2 separate regions of the Mus musculus genome follow, and region 1 is linked to region 2. The links are chromatin contacts, called in public HiChIP or PLAC-seq maps. All regions are on one chromosome and are shown on one strand. Each heading gives the region's core, a stretch centred on a gene start, on an enhancer-like site or on the middle of the called end of the contact. The rest is flanking DNA. Distances are from core to core; before and after follow the strand shown. Region 1 has its middle 11 kb from the start of Prl. Region 2 has its middle 95 kb from the start of 1700092E19Rik.

Evidence for each region. HiChIP or PLAC-seq counts read pairs in DNA pulled down with a chosen protein or histone mark.
Region 1: a contact with region 2 is called in a FOXA1 HiChIP or PLAC-seq map of pancreatic cancer cells. The contact joins two enhancer-like sites. A contact is called at or near these places in 1 of 39 promoter capture datasets (hippocampal neurons), 1 of 115 datasets of contacts at active chromatin or transcription factors (pancreatic cancer cells) and 2 of 9 other capture datasets (adipose tissue and liver).

Annotation. Positions count from the first base shown.
Region 1 is chr13:27,044,408-27,047,766 of GRCm38.p6, reverse strand. No RefSeq gene overlaps it. Among named protein-coding and RNA genes, the nearest start is that of Prl, 11 kb to the left of the region's middle. Within about 2 kb of position 1,411, at least 13 of the 459 cell types and tissues checked have an H3K27ac peak or open chromatin away from gene starts, as enhancers often do. A contact at or near this core is called in pancreatic cancer cells, where this site is marked.
Region 2 is chr13:26,215,575-26,219,378 of GRCm38.p6, reverse strand. No RefSeq gene overlaps it. Among named protein-coding and RNA genes, the nearest start is that of 1700092E19Rik, 95 kb to the left of the region's middle. Within about 2 kb of position 1,893, at least 26 of the 459 cell types and tissues checked have an H3K27ac peak or open chromatin away from gene starts, as enhancers often do. A contact at or near this core is called in pancreatic cancer cells, where this site is marked.

The sequences.
Region 1 (3,359 bases), core at 162-2,661, 830 kb before region 2:
CATTGGATCCTTCCACCCTTGATCACTAATTGAGACAGTGTCTTACAGCTGGATCTCATGGAGGCATTTCTTCAAGGGAGATTCTTTTCTCTGTGATAACTCCAGCTTGTCTCAAGTTGACACACAAAACCATCCATTATAAATACAAACTAAAGGGAAAAGGAAATATTAATGTATAAAAATAGACAAATGAAAAACTACATTTAAAATTGCTAATCATATATTTATTAAGACGTAAAAGAGTTAAGTCACAGTATTTTGTGATATTACAAGGAAAAAGCAGTGAATTTAAGACAGTCTGTACTGCTTTTGTGTTCCTTAATGAAATATAAAGCAAATAGCATAGATTTTTAAAATACCAGAAGAATTTATCCACGAAGCAAGAGTTGGAGGTAACAATTAGATATGTATTTCAAACAACTATAATAAATAGCATTAAAAACGTGTAAGAGTTTTCTATTATATAAAGAGAGACATCATAATCAAGTGTGTATTATTTCACTTAGTGGTCAGCCATAAATTCAATCAATTGCTGTCATATAAACAGTTCTGGAGAAGGCATTTGTCACAAAGCCTCATGACCTAAAACAGTCCCCAGGACCTACATGATAAAGGAAAGAATAAAGACCTATATGTTTCCTTCTGACCTTTAGACATGCACTGTTGCTTGCTTGCACCCGTAAACACACACACACACACACACACACACACACACACACACACACACACACGGAGAAAGGGAAGGAGGGAGGGAGGGAGGGAGGGAGGGAGGGAGGGAGGGAGGGAGGGAGGGAGGGAGGGAGGGAAGGTGAAAAAGAGTAGAATCAATATCCTGGATCATCATGCTTGTTAACTTTTTGCTCAGGCCTATACTCTTGCTCTTGGTCAGCTATTCAGTGTCACAACCATCATATCTGTGAACATATCCTCAAATCTGTGTCTTCCTCTCACAAGGGATCTGAGTTTCTATCATCTGATTATATATATATATATATATATATATATATATATATATATATATATATATATATGTGTGTGTGTGTGTGTGTGTGTGTGTGTGTGTGCATATATATATCAATGATATTTAAGCAAAATATTATGAATTACTGAAGATAGTTCATTTTCGCTCTTAAGTTCACAGCTTCTAATATTATCACCCAGCTAACATCTCAGCTGACTTGGTTTTCTCTTCTTTCTCCTGCTATATGCATCACACTCACTCTGGTGACACATGAGCATGATTTTGTCCTCAAACCTCCATGAAATTCTATTCATATCTTCTTCATTAGCTTGACCAAGATGTTCATAGTTGATTTTCTTACTTTTTCACTTCCTGTAAACAATACAGTTTCAGAGTCTGTGTTCACCACAAAGATTAATCATTCCCAAGAGCAACTTCTGAGCTAAACTACTTGGTTTAGAGTGTGATGTTAAATGAGTCAGAAAAACAGTAAAGTAAACATGATCAGTTGCCACATTTTACAGATGGGAAATAAGGCAAATTTACTCTCTTACTGACAATACTGGCACAGGAGCCACAATTCACTGAACTTCTTGCCTTCTATCTTTAGTCTCCCCAGCATTGTATGTGTCTGATGGGAAATTCTATGAGGAGATGAAGATGTGGCCTTGAAATTATACTGAAAACCACATTATTACCTCAAGAAAAGAATGTCAAAGTAATTGGGTTTGTAACATGAAAGGAGAGAGTAGAGTCTGCAAGAAAATATCGCCCCTGTCAAAGGGAATCTGAGTGAAATTCTAAATCATGCTATAAAAGCAATTCATTTGTTGGACAATTTTTAATATGGTGTTTGGATAAGAGATGAAAGCTCTTAATTTTTTATTTAAATTGGTGTTGGATTTATCTCACATTTTGGTCTCTGGGAGTTCCTTTACTAATATGAGTCTCACATATGTCATAAAATCTTCATTTACCTCTTCTACTTGTCACTTCTATATGATTAGTAAAATGAAAGTCACGGATTCTTCTGCAGATTAAAAAGAAGATAAAAGGTTACCTGTCTACTATGTGAGAGAGGCAGTATTATTAACAGCATTAAGGGTGACTTGGCATTTGAATGTTCCTCCTGCTGCCATTTTGTACTCATGTCTTAGAAGTCAATGAGGTAGACGAGAAATGGGCATTTCTTTCTGAAAAGGGCATTGATTTCAGGCAGAGAAGAAGAGAATGCATGCAAGCTTGAGTTTCTGGTAAGCTCTAGCAACACTTATAAAGTATCCGTTGCAATAATGAAGTTTGTAGATTATTTATATGGAAGCAGCAATGAGTTTGTGAATTTGTTTTCACATTTTGCTTCTAGAAAGACTCTTCATTAATGAGACATTGAATACAAAGTAAAGCCTACTTGATTATTTAAGAAGGAGAAAGGATAGGGGATGATCAAAGTACATGATATACAAGTGTGCCAAAATGAATTTCATTGTTTTGTATAATAAATACATACTGAAGATGATATAGATAACATATTTTAAAGCAATTAACTGGTATGATAAAAATATATTTTGAAGCATACAAGACCACTATCTTGAAAACTTCTCTCTTCATAAATGGAGTTTTCTAATAATGCAATTACTCATATGATTCAATATAAACAGATTTTCATTCCCAGTTATCACCAGAGAGATTTGTTGGGTGTTCTTTACCTTTTATAATTTTCAGGCATTTTCAAAAAGTGTCATCACATTTTCTTCTGTATATTTTTTCTCTTACCAGCTTTTATCATTAAGATAGCTATGAATAGAATCCACTGAGCATCAGGAAAGGTTGTGAGCAGCTCATAGTTCCAAAGTGTTCCTTCTCTACCCCTCCTATTGTTTGGGCCTATGGCAGAACTAGCAGAATGGCTCAGTTGGATTTCTTGACAGAGAACATCCCTCAATGAGTATCTGGAAGCAAGAAAGAAAAAAGGCTAGACCCTACTATCCACCGCAAGAGCAGGCCCTCCAATGTTTGAAGACATTCTATGGGACACACCTGATAATAGTGTCATTTGACCATGATGCCACCTGATGACACTGTGACATTAGCCCATCTTTGAAGATCTTTGCAAACCTTTGTTAACTCAACCTCTAATTTTTGATTAAAATTTTTACAACTTTTTGTGTCAACAAAATTAGATAGTTAACAACAGTCAAACTGCTTGTTAAATTTTGAAAACCCAAATACTTTTTAGTGAATTCTTGAAAAAGTTTTACTTTCTAAGTTCCTTGAGGTCCAAACTTTTCACTCCAGAAACTGGACCAGAATCTTGTTTTAATATGAACACTGACATATTAGTGTAATAAATTGCTTGAGAACTTTCACTATGAATAACATAGGAGTCTTTTTTCTCATG
Region 2 (3,804 bases), core at 644-3,143:
ATTTCAGAGAGGATGATGAAGTGAATACTGCTGTTTGTTGACCCCTTCCCATTACAACATATAACTATATACAGTGAGTATTGACCATATTTTTCGTCCTTATATTAACTAAAGCACCCAACTCACTTAACTTGGGCTGCCAAAACTAGATTCCCCAGTCAGAGTGGACTATAAAATAATTATCTTATTAAAGTTCTGAAGGATGGAAGTCTAGGAGTGGGTTTGCTTTTTTTTTTCCCCTTGGTTTTTGGGTTTTTCGAGACAGGGTTTCTCTCTATTGCTCTGGATGTCCTGGAATTCACTTTGTAGACCAGGCTGGCCTTGAACTCAGAAATCCACCTGCCTCTGCCTCCCAAGTGCTGGGATTAAAGGCATGTGCCACCATGCCCAGCCTGGGTTTGCTTTTTAAGCAATGCTAATAATCTCATTTCTTTGGTCTGCCATCAGCTATCATGTCTGGGGTAAACAAATGTTTCTTTGCATCATCATAGGAAAGTTCATTCAATGTCTACGTTCTGTCTGCATCATGTACCTAGCTAGATGCAAACTTCTTTGTTTCTTGGCCCCAGTGTTCCTAGTCTTACAGTTTGAACCCTAACATTCTTTTAAATCCTGCAGTTCATTCTTGCTGTAGAACAAATGAACCATATATATTTTTTTTTTCACAAGTCTTTCCCCTACTTCCTACCATAAACTCACTCCTGGATCAATCTGATGCCGTTTACTCTTCTTAAAAGACACCATACTTTCTGAATTGAGTTCCCAATGTGTGATGTCATTTATCTCACCTCCATTCTCAATACAGTCACATTTGTGCAAAGAGAATCAGGGTAAGAATTGGGTGGGGAAATACAATGACGTTCATGAAAATTCCCTTGATTTCTTTTTTCTAAACTGCCCCAAACAGTATAGTAACCTCAAAGGCATTTGCCCTTTTCACGTTCTCTTGACTTCCTCTCAAACCTCATAATGACTTTCTCCTCAGGCCTTTGTGAAAACTGCCTATTAGTAAATGACTCTATTTTCTGTTCTTTCTTTAAAGAAATTAAAATAATTTTTTTTCAACAGCCTGCCATGGCATTATAATTTGTCTATTACGCGACTTCACCTCACCTGCTTGAGGAACACATTATGAAATATCACATCTCTTCTAGAGTCCATGTTTTGTTGTTTGTCTCTTGCATCTGGCCCTCCTCTATTATTTTTAAATTTTAATATTCTTCCATTTATTTCTCTCATTTGCTTTCCTATGGCCTTCCATCACACCACCCACTTCCATTCACATTTACCCAGAAAGTTTCATAAGCTAGTCCCCTTGCAAGATTTTATTAGCATTCACCCTAATCAGCTTCATTTTCTGTAATACGGATAAGACAATTTCCCAAAATATAATTAGTAATTAGCATTTACTACATAAAAATATTGAAGAGTCAATATCAAGGGTTACAATAGAAACAACCACATTCAAATTGCAATGGACATATTTTCACTAAAACTGAACAGAGAGGTTTTTCTGAAAAGCAAGCCTGTGATTTCATTGCTTTCTTGTTTAACTTTGTGATTCTATTCCCCCCCTTTTTTTTACAACAAATGGAACTGGATAATAGGACTCATGATGAATTGTAAAGGAAGAGGGAATGGAAAATAAAGAAAGGAGAGAGAAGGAGGGAGGAAAGTCATTTGGGAAGAAGATAGGAATGGGGACGGACAATGAGATGGAGGAGAGATGGGGCAAGGAAAGATGAGTATGGAAAATTTGAAGAATATACAGCTGTAGTTTGCAGGTCTTTACAGAAAAGACTGTTCTTCCTCCTCCTTTGGTAGTAAAAGGCATGGATGGCATCAGCAGCACGAAGGAGTCATCAGCATGGTCATAAACCACAAACCACAAGCTGACATTGTAAATACCACATGTCTTACTCGTCTCTCCTATTCTCTAGTTTTGTTAATGGCCAAGACCATGTCTTAATTCCAGACAAAAAGAAAAAAAGCAACAATCTTAAAGCATATGCAATGGAATTACATAAGCCACAAAGAAACATAAATATATTAAATATGGGGTGTTTGTATATGTATCACAAATATATTAAATAATATTCTCCTGTTTGTAATATTTGTTAATTGAATCAAATCTCATTTTTCTTTTTTTCCTTAACCATATCTGAGTCAAGAAAAATTCCCCTATTAGGGTTCATAAAATTATGAATAAAAAGTTCATGAGTTGAAACATCCCAGAAATCATTCTGCTTCCATCCTAGAGCCAGAAAATTGCTCTTAAAATTATTTTTACATCTGATTAGTCCTTCTACAGATTAAAGAAAGGACAAAGTCTTACTTTCAAAGTTTATTCTCACAAAGTATGTATTAAAATAAATATTTTGTAAATTATAGGAGGAAAAGAAGAAATTTATGATATCAGTAATTCTATTTTTAAAGCTGTTTATTGCTTCCAGACCTGCTGACATTAGATGACTTTAAAGTTTTGTAATGGAATCCAATATCTCCCTCTACTAAATCTCCACAACTTAAACACCAGCTAGAGATAGATAAGGCATGGATTGCCTCAGCAATGCTAAGAAGTAATAGCCATTTAAACAGCTTATAAAGCTCACATGATTTCCACTGAGTGTACTGTAAAGTGAGTCATTCAAGCTTGCCTGACTACTGAGAAATAGAATTATAGAGGATATCATCCCAGTTATACTATTTCTGTCCACTTGGTTTAAACTAAAACATATTTATTTATGAAGAACAAATGGGGAAGCTAAAATGAAAATGATTTTGGGGCATGCAGGCCAGTTCAAAGCAAAGAAGTGGCTCTACAAATACAATGGAGGGAAAATACTCTCTGGAAAGTAAATCTTTCTCCAGAGGAGATGAATATTTAAATAGAAGGCTTTTTTGAAAAAAGCAGGTACCATTATCAGCCTACACAAGCTAGTCTTCCTAATGTTTCTAGAAAGCACATATTGTAGTCATCTGGTAGGACTATAACAGAGAAGGACTCTTCTGCCTCCCCTGAGCCGGCCCAGGAATGTGTTGAGAAAGAAGTAGGTATCACAGGATGGAAAGGCTATTGGGGACATGAAAGCAGGATGCAACTTTGAAGGCTAGAATAGTTATACTGAATATCAACATGAAGAATATTAGCTGACCAGGAGCAAAGAGGATAGGGAAAACTTGGGAACTGAGGACATCAAAATTACTGAAGGAAAAGCAGGATAGTGTTAAGAAGATTTCTGTAAGACATTGATGGAATTAGCTTACAATGTTTGTTAATTGCTAAGTGCCCCAAATTAGCAGCCCAAAAGCTCAAAGCTATGGAATTTTACTTGGAAGAGTTCAGATTTGATGCAAGACAAATAAAACTCAGTACTTAAGTGTCTCACATGTCATTCTCTATAAAATAAAGAGAGAACCCCAAGAAATTCACAATCAGTAAAATGTAGGCACAAGTATAATATTCTTCAGACTATATTGAAAACTGTGTTCACCATATCACATATCACATGATAGGCAAGAAGATTGAGAGACAAAAATCTACATGTACTTTGGAATAAAGATCTCTAAAATGGTATAAAAGAGGAACATGAGAACTTTGTCTGTTCTCCCAGGGTCATTGTATTTTATCCTTGAAGACCTATATGACGACAATGATAGATATTGTCAAATCATTTTTCATGTGGTAGGTTTTGTATGTGGCAGGAAGGATACAGCAGCTATAAAGTTGTAATGAATTATATCGGGCTCAGGTTAAAATCATGCAGACATTCTCACGTGCTCCATATCCCACACACAGTACCA